3 separate regions of the Mus musculus genome follow, and all the other regions are linked to region 1. The links are chromatin contacts, called in public Hi-C maps. All regions are on one chromosome and are shown on one strand. Each heading gives the region's core, a stretch centred on a gene start, on an enhancer-like site or on the middle of the called end of the contact. The rest is flanking DNA. Distances are from core to core; before and after follow the strand shown.

Region 1 (4,803 bases), core at 2,204-4,703:
AAATGGGGATGAGATGGGGGCTTAGAAAGCAGGCATTTGCAGTTTGCTCTCATGGACTTGCTATGTGCTGTGTGAAGCATGAAGTGCCTTTCTGGAGAGCTACTCAAAGGGAGCCTTGGTGAGGCTGTGTCAACTGTCAACGTGCACTTCTAATTAGGAAGTCTCCTACTGTCATTTTTTTGTTATTTTAATTACAGTTTGATCAGTGAGGAGCTATTTTGAATCTATGGGACTTTCCTAACCAGATTGTTTTGTCATCTTAAAGTCACTCAAATCCAAGGCCTACACAATATGGCAAGTATCTTTCTCCCCCTTCTCTTCTTTATACTCAAATTCTAAACAAAGGAGCCATCTGTTCTCTCTGAAAACATCAGCCCTTGTTGTCGTTTTCCCATTAATAATAGTGCCTCAAACTTATATAATATCTCTTCCCAACTTGCTTATTAAAGCATTTTGTAGACATAGCCTCATTCATCTTCAACATTATAGTCTATAAATGGGAGAAAGGGGAGATGCTGGCCAATTTTTAGCTTGGTAAATACTCGTTGGATGGTTCATGAATCTGAGTGAGAGCTTGCATGCTAGCAACAGAAGGGCCCTTGCTGATCATCTAGTCCAATTCTGGCCCTTGTGTGCATAAACAGAGACTGCACAGGAAAAGTGATTCTGTGTCCTGCTTGTGGGCTTGGCTCTCTGCTCCAGGCGGCAGGCAGACAATGTGGAAAGCACGTCTTACACACTCTTGTGTCTCCAGAAGCTGCTGTCTGAGTGCTCATTTAAATACTTGCTCAATGAGTGATCATGCCTCTGAAGAGTTTGGAAACAGCAGGTGTGGCAAAGTCAGTCAGGGTCAGAGCTCAGCTCTTCTGCCCTCCTGCTCAGTGTGTAAGTGTCTGGTTAGCATCCTAAATATAAAAGGAACAAAATAGAGAAGAGGTGAGAAGAAGAGAGATTGAGATTGAGCAGATGTAATGGCTTAGCCATTGGCCATGTTAAAACTTAACCCACGTTAAGGCAAACGTTGAGGGAGATGTCCCAAATACTCTCTGCCATCTTTGCATGATCGCTATATTGGGGAATCTGAAGGAGCTGTTCCTAAAACATCCTACTTGGGAGGGAAAAAAAGCTATCTGTCTAAATGCCAAAGGACAGTATGTCTCTAAAGCACACATTAGTCTAATAAGGACAGTCCTCCACCCTGTAATTTAACGTCATCAGTCCTTGTAACTCCAGAGGACTCAGTGTTATGTCAGGAAATCTAGCAGTCCACAGTTTTCCAAGGAGCAGAGAGGTCACTGGAATAAAGATCTTTCTTTCCATGTGCCTGAAGTCAGCAGTTCAGCTGACCTCTTTTTCTTATTTTCAGAACATCTTATCCCCTGCTGTGAATCCTTGTAACTGTACAGAAAATTAATGGTTCCTAGAAAAGCAACCCAAATCTGAGATTCTAACATCCAAATTGCTTAGCAGTTCCAAGACAGTCAATAATTCTCTAAAGATCCTTCCACATAGTCTGTCCCTGTAGATGATAAGACTGGGGGGGGGGGGGAGAGCAATGAGCGTTTCCCTTTCATTGCTGGAACCCAGCTCAGGACCTCATGCATACTAGAAAAACTCTACACTAAGCAGCACCCTGAAGCCCAAGATCACTTTCCATAAAGTAGAGAGAGAAGAAGGAGGGAGAAAGGGAGAGAGGGAGAGAGGGAAAGAGAGAAGGTCATATAACCAACTATGTTACAATATGATCTCACATTAAAAATAAGTTAAAAATAAGCAGAAAATAAATTCTTTTCAAAATATAAACAAATTAACACACATGAAATGTCAGTTCTGACTTCCACACCTGACAAAGGAGAGCTTCACAGAGGCAGAGCAAGCCATGAAAGACACTTGATTCCCTCAGACATGGAACTTTGCTCTTACACAGAACCTGTCTAGAGTTCACATACACAGGAGACCATCACCAGTGTCTGGACTGTCCTCAACACCAAGGAGAAGTATCTAGATGCTGTCAGGCAGTACTGCCAGCTAGAGCTCTGTAGATTATGTACTTGGGAGTTTACAGCAGCAGTGGCCTGCACAGATATGTCATAGCAGGCCCACCTCACTCTGGACACAATCCTTTCCAGACCTAGGATTTGCTTACTTAAGGCAGCAAAATTCCCAGGACCTTCGGGGTTCTAGCAGAAAGTACATGAAAGGTTAACCCCTTCTTATACTTTCCAGATAAAGCTGTCCTTTCACTCATGTGAGCAACCTTGCTATAAAACTACTTCCAAAACAAGAAGTATCACTTTGGAATTTGCAGACAAGCCTCATAATCTAACATCCTAATATTTTATGTTTAAAAATGAAGGATCCCATATTTATCACATAAAAAGCCTACTAAATGGAAACGACTTTCATCCCTGAGCCTCTTTCATGGCGCTGTCTTTAACACAGCTGCTAACAAGGGCCATGGTCCTAAGTGTTTGTCTCCTCACTGATTATAAAAGACCAGAGAGGCCTGCCTGATAGAAGGGTCAGAGTCCATGCCAGGCTCCTTCTGCAAAAACTACTGGGAGAAGGGAGTCCCACAAAGGTTTATGCTTCCTCTCTCACATGCACACCCCACTGGCTAATGAGTAACTATTATCTGGTAGCTTAAAGTATACTTTTTTCCAAATGAAAATTCCTATCAAAAGGATGCTGCTGTTCTTATTATGGTAACTAATCTGTTAGCAGTGCATGGTGTTAGGCAAGAGGCTCGGCCACTGTGGCCATCAATCAGTGTCTCTTTTTCCAAAATAAATGGTCAAATTAAATAAAGCAGTAGACTTCATTCTGGCTCAGACACTCAGAATAAAATGAAGGTCCTAAATCTGAATGGCCTGACATCGCCTGCATGGGAGATTGCCTCCCCCTGCTCTCCTCCTACAACACACACACACACACACACACACACACACACACACATACACACATACACACACACACCTTACTCTTCTCCACTAATCAACCTTTGTATGGCAAGTGGCAGATGACTGCCACCACTTTCCTGCTCTTTATTTCTTTTCTTAAAATTCAATACAAAATGGGTTGCTTTTTTATTTTTTTTTAAAATAAGGGAAAATGAGACACATAGACACCATTTAACACAAACCCCACCTTGAGATGATACCCTCTGCAGGGTTGACTGTTCTTCATCATCCCAGGCCACGGAATCAACCATGCGCTGTCTCCTCAAACCTGCCATTTTTTCTCTCTGAGCCTGTGTTCCTAAGCATACAGTAACATACATGCTGTTCCTGACCCTAGAGCTTTGAAATTCCATAAGGAATACAAGCAAACGCAGCACACCCTCGAGTTCATGCCTCCCCTATAAACAAAAGTAGACTTTGCATGCTGCTGTGTGATCAGGACTAACAAAGCATCAACAGGAAGGAGTAAACACTCCTCATTTGTGTTGGTTTATTTATTTCCAGGCTACATCTCTACATCACCTGCCAATGGCCTGTGGAGACACTATAATGCCTTTTTAGGATAACAGGCCCAAAAGTTCACAAACTTCACAAACTAAAATGAAAAAAGTCAAAAACCACACAATAAAAATACAGAGCCTGAACATCAAGAAAAGCATTTGCGAAAATAAAATAACAGCATACCCCTGTTTAAAACTCTTTAAAGGAATAAAAAATAATAATTATAACTTTAAAAAGGTGACAGAAAACAAAAGTAAAATTGAGCCCAGAAAAGACTCATTTGCCTGAGATCCCTTTCAGCCATGTTATTGAAACTGACACCAAAGAAAATAATATCCACATTTCTATTTGCTACCCACAACTGACATGGTTGGCCGTTTGCTTTGTTTTAAATAAAATGGGGAAGCAACAAATATATTAAATCCATCTGCAAAAAAACCCCAAATTTGCATGTGGAAAACAAATAAGTGGGTGATTAGGCATGCAATTGCCCATCTGCACGGGTGAGCATCCGTGCAGGTGTGCACTGTGCAGGAGAGAACACGCCCTCTGAACCGAGAGTCCCCATCAAGGAGGGTTGCCGGAGGAGGGAAACCGCAACACCCTCTCTCGGCTCTAGATGTGTCCTGAGCCAATACAGCTACAACCCCGCCTAGGTCAATCTTTTTGTTACATCTCTGTGGATTCTTTAAATGGTTGAAGTAATCTCCCTTTGCTTCAGAGTATCCTCAAAGTCTGCTCGATGTCATCTGTTGTCACTATGGTTATTACACGTGTGACTCCTTTGCTCCAGCTGTGCCAGCATGTTCCCTCATCTACCCAGTGTCCTTCAGTCTCGGGACCTCTGCACGTGCTTACACTCATACTGAAACACTTTCCCCTGTCCCCATCCTGGTTGTCTTTGGTTTGCTGGGTGACTTCCTCTACGTCCGTGTTCACAAGTGCTCCTGTCAGCTAGAACAGGGTCATAGAACAGGTACATAGTAAGCTCTTTTAAAGTCGTTAAATTAATGAGTCACCCATGATGAGGATGTGCTACAACTGGCCTCGTATGAAATAAGGTAGAATTCAATGCGCTTCAACCCAGTGGAGAAGGAAAGACTGCAGATGTGTGCTCTGCTGGACAGACAGGAAAGTACCAAGCAGGGCACAGCAAGTCACTGACAATGCATGGGAGGAAAGGAGAGGACCTAGAAAACACAGTTCTCTGCAACTTCCTTGTAAAGAAGCAAAAAACAAAGGAAGGAAGGAAGGAAGGAAGGAAGGAAGGAAGGAAGGAAGGAAGGAAGGAAGGAAGGAAGGAAGGAAAGAAGGAAGGAAAAGAAAAAAGGAAAGGAAAGGA
Region 2 (4,622 bases), core at 1,602-4,101, 260 kb after region 1:
AAGCCCATTTCATGGTTCAATAGAGCAGAGTTTTGTCCAGTAGCACTCTGTCTTGGTGGCTTCAAAGTGCAGCCCCCACCCCACCCCTGGCTCTGGCTGGGTTTTGGGCAGTCATACTTAACAGTCTGATGATTAAGTGAGCAGCAATAATAACACAAGAGTCAGACTTGGCTCCAGTGCCCTCCTGAGGCCCAAGCCTCACGCTCTAATAGAATGAGTAGGAAAGGATACATTTGCAATCCTGAAGAATTCCTGCTTTGTTGTTCTATAGCCAGATAGGACCAGTTTCATCATGGACCGAGATGCTACACACTTGTGTTCTATGGACCACCTCTTAGAATAACTAATTCTAAAATTATCCCAAAGTCAACCCTTCCTACTACACGTCTGAACTATGCTACTATCTCAAGTTTGTGAGGCTTCAGTTTTTCTTCTAAGCATTAATCTAAAAAAACAAACAAACAAACAAAAAAAAAAACACCCCAAAACCCAAAAAAAACAAACCATCTAGCTCTGGTACCTTGGGCTCTAAGGTCCACAGAAATGGAGTGTCCTAACTTGTTTCTGTCCCGTTTCTAAGCTGGTCCTGGCACAAGGACCCTACTGTGACGTGGCGGTACACTTCCAGAGTACAGTACCCTCAGATGCTCCAGGAGAGAGGCCTCATAGTTCACATCAGGACAATGCAAACTGAGCTATGCATTTACTGTAATTCTAATCAGATGATTCTATAATTGGAAGGACACCAGTGGCATTCTGTCTTTGGAGTCTTCTCCATTAAGTGACTGAACAAGGGCCAGGGGACCTTTGATTGTCCCAAATGCAGATCCTGAGTGAGACTCTGGGATGAGTGTGTCATTATGTTCCATTCTATTATAAGGTCCCGTTCCTTTTCCTATCTTGGTAAGATTATGAAGTGTTAGTAGGTAGCAATCATTCCCCATGCATTCTCACTAAAATCTTCCTAACTGTGATTCTAGCTATGTAAAACAAATAAAATCTGTGTGTGTGTGTGTGTGTGTGTGTGTTTGGAGCAAGGGGTATCTGCAGATATGTGGATAAATATTTTAGGCAAGTATTTCCAAGTCTAAACCATAGTCATGTATGGTTATGTGTCTGAAAGTAACAAAAATACTAATCGGAATGCATGAATCTCTGACAATACCTAACGTAAGAACAGATTCAAACATCATGGGCAGAAGTGCTGCAGAATTAGTTTGTGATTGAAGCATTGCAAAGTGCTGAGAGTAATGCAGAAAGAAAGCAGGCACAGACCTGAAAGGCTGGTAATTTAGAGAGAGATAAATTAGGATCATGAAAATAAAAAAACAAAAAACAAAATACAATCTGAGGCAGAAAGTTCATGGCCATGGCATAGGGAGTTAGAGGAAGAAGAGACCTCTAACTGGCAAAGCCTGGTTTGATTCTTGGTGGAGGTGAGATTTTTTTTTTTAAAGCCAGACTTCACTGGATAAAAAGACTTGGCCCAGAAAGCAAAAAGGAAGAGAAGAGATTACAGGATCACAGGCTGGTACAGGAGTAGGAAGACATGGAGCTGGTGAAGATTACTTTCAGGGGTTAGTCAAAAATGTTCTAGCACATGCCTGTGGTCCTCCTTAAAATATAGTTCTGATCTAGGGCAGTCTGGATGGGCCTGACATTCTGCACTCACAATAAACTCCCAGGTAATACTTCTACTGACCTTCTGGGGCCCTCTCCATAATAGGAACCCCTTGAAGTATCTCGATCAGAAGTGTTTCTGTTCTCACCGCCAGCCTTAAAATGTCCCTTTAAGGCAGCGGCTCTCGATCTTCCTAACACTGCGACCCTTTAATACAATTCCTCATGCTGTGGTGACAACCCACAATCATAAAGTTCTTTTTGTTGCTACTTCATAACTATAATTTTGCTACTGTGATGAGTCGTAAAATGGAATATATGATATGCAGATATCTGATATAACCCAGGACTCAAGACCCACAGGTTGAGAACCACTACTTTAAGGCGCTGTTCTGATGCTGGACACACATGATAACAGGTACAGCAAGAGAGGTTCCTCTGAGCCTTTGCTTGCTTTGCACTGTCCTCCTCTTCTTCTCATGAGCTGAAGAACCCAGATGGGAAGAGAGTGCAGTGAGGGTCCGGGAGGGTCACACACGAAGACTTTGATGCTGGAAACTAGACAATGTGCACTGCAATGTAAATGTTGCTCTAGCTTCACAAATGTTCTCTTGTCCTAAACTGTTTCCTGAAGGCAAGGGGCGAGCTGATTAGCTCCTATATGTTTGGCAGAGAGTTAAATAATGGCCCCCTAACTTGATCACTGATAAACTATTATCCTAAGATGACACTTCAGTTGCAGGTGAGGAAAAGAACTGGAATAAACATCAGGAGAGCTAACCTAAGTTCTCCAACCTTCCTGATGGCAGAGGAATATCTTTGCAACATGAGAGGTGAATCCTTTCCTTGCTATCATTCAAGTTCTGCACAAGGATCAAAGAGCTAGCAGGCATGAGGGCACTCTCTAGATCTTGACGCTAGCAGGCATCACGGCCACCCCTTCTTGGGCATGGAGACATTAGACTTTTCTCATAGTCTGGGTGTTGTTAATGGAACAAGTTAGTGACCCCAAGGAAGGAATGTAACAGCCTCAGGGTCCAGGCCTTTAGGTAGCATGGCAAGAGTTTGGTCCCTCACTCCCTTCAAATCAGGGTGCCTGTCAGACTTACCTTTGTATGTCTGACTGTGTAGCTTTCTATAGTCTCTGGGGAAATGTTATCGACAGTAGTATTGCCTTTCAGACCGTCCCCTGGGAGTAGCTTGAGGCTCTATATTCAAATGCCACATCTGTTTCCTGAATGCTTTGCTGCCCTAAAAGGTCTTTGGGGGCCATGTCCCAGAGCAGGTCTGTAGGCAGGGAGGAGTATTTACTAGGTAAGGGCAGAGGTAGAGACTGGTGGGAAGATACCATTAACTACCTTTTAGGTATAAATGTGCCATTCAAGAGGAATTAAGGAAGCAATTCCAGAGAGCCCACCCGCAAAACCAATACCTGGATCAGGAAGTGCAATTTGAGGGAAAACTCTATTGCATTTTATAGTTAACACAATTGAGTGCTCTTCAGATAACAGTGGTTTGAACCTCGGAGGTCAGGTTTAATCCCAGAAACCCTTGCATACGAAGAAACCAAAGCGCTTAGCAGTAAGGGCTTGTCCTGGTTGCTCTGGATTGATTAAGGACCCCTGGATAAACCCCCATTTCATGCTGTTGGAGGAGGGTCATCATTTTTGCCTTTCCTGGTTTCAGCTCCATGCTCTGCAAACTCAAGAAAGAGCTTTTGTCTGCTGCCTATATTCTCCTCCATCCTGAGGGGAGGGTGGGTGTGGATCCTGGGACAAGGGAATCTGCTCACCTGAGCTCCCATGTGAAGTGAAAGTCAGCCCTTCTCTAATAGCCTCTCCAGAGGAGCTTGCAGCTGTGCTCGCTCCCTGCTCTCAGACTCACCTGCCCAAAAGAGAACCAATGAACTTTTCAAGCAGTTAACCACAGGGTGATGCCTAGGCCTGTTTTCTCAGCCAGGTGCTCCAGGAGGGAAGTTGTATGAGTCACTGTCAGCCAGAAATGTAAATCTGACCCCAGGTTTCCTTTGCAGTAAAATCCAGGTCATTAATAGTAGTGACCATCTGCATAGCAGGTTACATTCGCAAAGAATTTTACATAGTCATTTGCTTATCACAACTGTTCAGAGACCTCTTATTGTTGTCCCCATTTTACAGATAAGGAAAATAGATGCCCAGAGGTATCATATTATGCCCAAGGTGACAGGAAATTTGCGTGACAGGCCCTGGACTTAGTTAAGCCTTGGGACTTGATAATTCAGGGTTTATACTATGTCTCCTATATCAGTATTTCCCTCTTGTCTCTTCATCCCCAAGGGCTGTAACAAAAGCAGGAAAAGTCAGACAGCTTGACGCATTGACTTGAACTCCATGTTTGAAGAAGGGGTAGTCACAGCCTCCATGTGGTGTGGCATTCATGATGCAGTGCCCAGAACAGGTAGGAAATGAAGGCTAGCTTGACCCTGCTTATATTCCTGCCATCTGGACTTTTCCATGCCAGCATTTCTTCATAGCCCCTTCAGTTCTTTAAGGAAACAAACACTAGCAGAGTGCATTGTAGGTCATCTCTTCCTAGCGCTTGCTTGCTCACTCGCTCTCTCTCTCTCTCTTTCTCTCTTCCCCCTCACCTCCAGTGCAATTATCATCCCAAAGTTGATGTGTTTATGTGGTCATGTCCTGTCCACGTTTGGTTCATTTCCTCCATAAGTACCCAGGACAATGTAGAGCATTGTTTTATGTTTCAAACATTTCAGGAATGATATAATACTGACTTATTCTGAAAATAACTTTTTCCCCCCTTTTAACCTTGTTTCTTTAGGCATGGCAATATTGATACCTGACTTAGCCTGAGTTCATTCACTTTAACTTCTAACCCCATAACATCTCTTTGGGCAAATACGTCACAATTACTTAAGGAATTCTGTACTGGTGAGCTTCGAGATGTCATTTCCCTCTTAGAAGCAGTGATGCAGGAAATGTCCTTATAAAGGCTCTTTGTTTATT
Region 3 (4,345 bases), core at 1,436-3,935, 330 kb after region 1:
CAGCAGGTGATCGGCATGTGGCAATCCAGTCTTGAAAGAGTGCTTCTGAACTTCCTCACTGGAGTCCATGCAAAGCCCCTAATCAAGGCCAGACAGGAATTACCAAGACCAGATTCAGCAACAGGGAGGAAGGAATAGAAAAGAGAACTGCCCTTTGAGCAGGCTTTAAGATGCCAGCAGGAAGCACTGTCCTGGAGCTGTAGTTGGTGTTTGGGAAGGCGGTGGTACTGTATGGGAGGGAACTAGGAGCCAGAGGCAGAGATTTGGGACACACCAGGCTTCGAAGCGTATTTAGGAAGGAGATACAGACAGAAACTCAAAGTGGATTTTTGAAGAATCTCATAGGGATGTGCTCACATCAGGAGATGGGCAGTGGGGGTCCAGGAGAGATTTTTTTAAAGTGCTATGAGTTTGAGGTGGTTGGGTGCTTGCATAGCAAGAATAAGTCCCTGGATTTGGTCCCCAGATCACTGAAAAGAATTGATGAAGCAGTTAATTTTCTTTTAAAATGAAAATACTACTGCGGATCTGAGAATGAGGAAGACTGCAAAAAGGTAGTTTGATTTGGCAACGAGGAGGTCCCCAGAGACCATAGAGGAGTCACAGAAAGGGCTGCACTGGTGTATGGAGTATGTGCAGGGTATCCTGAGCCCAGTGAAGCAGAGTAGAAGCCAAGGGAGACCACTCCTGGCTACGACCAGTCCTGGCTAACTTTAAATTCTTTACCAGTCTAAGATTTTTTTTTTCAAATAGTTTTCTGAAATTGTTAACCCAGGGACAATTTATGGAGAACACACTTCTGCTTTGGCAGGGGACAGAGCAATGAATCACTGTCTCTGTCTTCCGGGCTTTTTTTTTTTTTTTTTTTTTTTTTTTTTTGGTCTAATGTCAGGGAGTGACACAGCAAATTAAACCAACAAGTGTGAAAGTGCTTAGCAGGGCACTCAACATTTAGGTGAGAAACTATTTTCATTTTCAAATTGCTATACATTAGAACCGAGAGGGAAAGGGTAAGAGGGTGCCTAGGGAGCTAGGAATTGCTCAGTTTAGCTAGGGGCTTCTTTTTGTTGCTGTGCTTTAGGTAAGGTCTCACTCCATAGACCAGCCTGGTCCTTAGCTAACAGCCATCCTCTCACCTTGGTCTTCCAAAGATAAGAACTGCCAGCATGTGCCACCTCACTGGGCTAGGGAAAGGCTTCTAAGAAGAGCTTAATTGGAACATGAAGTACTGGTGGGGTCTGAATATGCAGAAGCAAGGGTTATCGAGGCTAGGGACAGTTTTAGATGGCCGGAACCTGTACACTTAAACAGCTGAGTTTGAAAGCAAGAAGAATTGTTAGTAAGGGCCAAAAACAATTTAGTGGCTGTCTCATAGGAATAGAGCTCTAGAACCATGAGTCCTAAGGCAACAACCAGAAGCAACAGGCTCTCCTAAGAACAGGGGCCAGAGGACTTTGAGAGCCTTCCCCACCCCCATTCTGACTCATTGTGGGACTGAGTTAGGTTTTAGTACTTCATTTCCCTTGGTCAAACCAAGGCCATTTGAATGCACCTGCCTGCCATCTGTCACCTTTGCCTGGCCCAGTGAAGGTGGCCATTGTGAGGGGCAGGGAGCACTTGCTAATTATACTTCTGTGGCCAAGGCGCCACGTGAAGGCTTTTGGCGGTCTCACTCAAATGAAGTGGGGGCCGGCTGACTGCTCCGCCACATGTGGAGGCCAGCTTGGCTAGTCCTCCCAGTGAACCTCTAGTTTTGTTTTGAGGTTGCAAATTACAGATGTTGGTGGCTATTCTAAAAAAAAAAAAAAAAAAAAAAAAAGGTGGAAGGGGTGCGCTGAAGAGGAGGAGGGGTGGTGAAGTGGAGTTCCACCTGAAAAAGGGCACACACGACTTGACCCCAGCCTACTGTCCCCACTGTCCTTCATTTTGTCCACCTTAATTCCTCCCTCTTCATCCAAGTAGTTGGACTTGATATACCTAGCAAGTGGTAGGTTTCTACAAGGGAATAAAATGGTAGCAAGCATCACTATGAAGTTATGTGACTAAGGACTCCTGCTTCACCAAACAGTGAGCCACCTTGTTTATCTGCGAGGGCACAGGAGTTTGGCTATGTCAACAGTGACCAATAAACCATAGATCCCCGAGATATGTTATAACATCATTGTTCCTAAGAACTACAACACAGCAGGCACAATATTATAAAAAGAAGTAGAGTTTTCACCTATTGAATTTTCTTGGTCTCCAGAACAGATGGTGGTGGTGGTGGTAGTGATAATGGTGAGATGATGATGATCATAGAGATGATGGTTAGGTGTCACAAGTCATTCTGTATACTACAAAGTACTAAGAAACTTATAAATTCATTTTCTCCCAAAACATGTCTGAGATCCAAGTCAACATTTGAGTATTTGCCAAAAGGTAACTAACACATCTAGTGAAGTGAGCCAAGTACAGATTCATTAGTTAGAACTGAGCATAGTGTGAGTTCCGAGTTTTGCATTGTGGTCTCGCCCTTACCAGCTGGGTGACCTCGGACAAACCATTTCACTCCTCGGAGCTTTAGTGTCTTCATATGTAAAACTGTGTTAATAATAACCATCTCAGAAGGTTATTGTAGGGGTTTGATGATTTCATGTAAATAAAAAGGGACACTGTAAACTCTAAAGCATTATGCAAATATTAATTACTATCTATACAAGAATGGGCTGTCTGCAAGAGTGAATGCCAGTGCTGAGAGGCAATGTGTGCTGTGCCTGAAAGAGCATTTAATTTTGAATCAGAACACAGGGCTTCTATTTTGGTCTTGCATGTCAGGTGGCAGAGGAGAGTGACTTTCAACAGGCAACACACAACCAGCAGTGCACTTGCCTGTACAAAACAACTGCCACCATCCACCTGTCACCTTGTCACCTGTGATAGGCTAAATGATGGCCTCGGAGTTGCTCAGGACCTAACCTCCAGGGCTGTGAATGCCTGCTATCTCCCTGTTCAGATAAGATTAAATCGAGAGTTGAGAGGTGGAAACTCATCCTAGATCATCTTGAAGGGACCACATAAGCACCTGGATGTTTATACGGTGGGGCGAAGGAAGAGTCGGGGTTGATGACAATGCAGAGAGCTTTGAGTGATGGACTTTAAAGACTGAGAAAGAGGTTCAAAACAAAGAGAAGCTGAAGAGACAAGGAAAAGAATCCCACATCTAGCCTCTGGAAGAAGTCCTTCCTGTCCTTCCTGGTAATGATTTGACTTAAGCCCAGACAATATGACTAAGACTTCAGCAGCTTCCAGAACCTTAAGAACATAATTTGTGTTCTTTTTAAACCACACACATTGGGTACTTCCTCGTAGCAGTAATCAGAAACTCACACAGCAGCCCCTTCTTACGGCCCTCAGTTTCAAACCCCCTGGCTCTGGTTTCCTTCTTCCTGACCCACATCCAACTAAACAGACTGAAGGGGCTAGGCACTCTACTCTCCACTTGCTCAGTCCTTTGGCAGGCTAGTATGGAGCTGATCTTGCTGGCTCTATGGGGCTCCCACATTGCTGGGATTATTAACTGAATGGATTCTTTTGTTTAGCACCTCCAGTTGCTAGAGTTCTTTGTAGTGTATTCAGGCTGAGGAAATGAGATGTTATGGCTTTGGTTGAGTTTTTGAAACTCCTGGGCTCTTTATTTTCTCATCTGTCATTTGGAGATGAACTGCTGTTTCTATGCCTACTTCACGGGGCAAAGCCTTAGTAAAAATGACAGCAAGGAAAGTTATGTGACCTTTGCGATTCTGCTTGAGTGTGAGCCAATGCTATCATCATTTTCATTGTTACCTTCATTTTAAAGTGCTTATTTTCAAGTATGTGTGCTTGTGTGTGTGTGTGTGTGTGTGTGTGTGTGTGTGTGTGTGTGTGTGTGTACGTAGGTGTCCTTGGAAGCAAAGGGCTTCAGATCTTCTGGATCTGGAGTTGTAGTTGGTTGTGAGTTACTCAACGTGAGAAATGGGAGCCAAACTTAGGTCCATTGTAAGAGCAACACAAGCTCTTAATCACTGGAGCTATTCCTCCAGCCCCACGCTCGCGCTTACGCACTCCAGCCCTGCTTGTGCACAAAGAGTCTTCAAGCTTCAACTCTTCCAACCCACATGCTGTGACAATTAGCAAACGGTCTGATGGTAAACAAGTGAAAATATTTTCTAAGGATACTTTGCAGGTGAACATTGGATTTTAGACACCTGGATTGTCCTTGAACTTGAACATTAATAAAATAGACAGCCTCAAATATACAAAGCTTATGCCATCAGTAACAAAGCAGTTGCACTTTTAATGCTGCCCATTTGAAAGCAGTAAAGTAGGG

What was found. A called contact is a pair of places that touch in the nucleus more often than the background predicts.
Region 2: a contact with region 1 is called in a Hi-C map of centroblasts, with 2.6 times the contacts expected there. The contact joins two enhancer-like sites. A contact is called at or near these places in 5 of 484 Hi-C or Micro-C datasets (centroblasts, centrocytes, cerebellum and 2 more) and 1 of 115 datasets of contacts at active chromatin or transcription factors (pancreatic cancer cells).
Region 3: a contact with region 1 is called in a Hi-C map of centrocytes, with 2.7 times the contacts expected there. The contact joins two enhancer-like sites. A contact is called at or near these places in 1 of 15 datasets of contacts at CTCF or cohesin (the NIH/3T3 cell line), 3 of 484 Hi-C or Micro-C datasets (centroblasts, centrocytes and cerebellar granule neurons) and 1 of 115 datasets of contacts at active chromatin or transcription factors (bone marrow-derived macrophages).

The regions. Positions count from the first base shown.
Region 1 is chr16:24,467,266-24,472,068 of GRCm38.p6, reverse strand. The region is part of intron 3 of Lpp (LIM domain containing preferred translocation partner in lipoma); the gene reads right to left. Among named protein-coding and RNA genes, the nearest start is that of Gm24440, 63 kb to the right of the region's middle. Within about 2 kb of position 3,453, at least 20 of the 459 cell types and tissues checked have an H3K27ac peak or open chromatin away from gene starts, as enhancers often do. A contact at or near this core is called in centroblasts, centrocytes and germinal center B cells, where this site is marked.
Region 2 is chr16:24,207,265-24,211,886 of GRCm38.p6, reverse strand. All of the region lies in intron 1 of Gm31814 (a long non-coding RNA gene), which reads left to right. Among named protein-coding and RNA genes, the nearest start is that of Gm32126, 50 kb to the right of the region's middle. Within about 2 kb of position 2,851, at least 14 of the 459 cell types and tissues checked have an H3K27ac peak or open chromatin away from gene starts, as enhancers often do. A contact at or near this core is called in centroblasts, centrocytes and germinal center B cells, where this site is marked.
Region 3 is chr16:24,133,216-24,137,560 of GRCm38.p6, reverse strand. No RefSeq gene overlaps it. Among named protein-coding and RNA genes, the nearest start is that of Gm32126, 24 kb to the left of the region's middle. Within about 2 kb of position 2,685, at least 9 of the 459 cell types and tissues checked have an H3K27ac peak or open chromatin away from gene starts, as enhancers often do. A contact at or near this core is called in centroblasts and centrocytes, where this site is marked.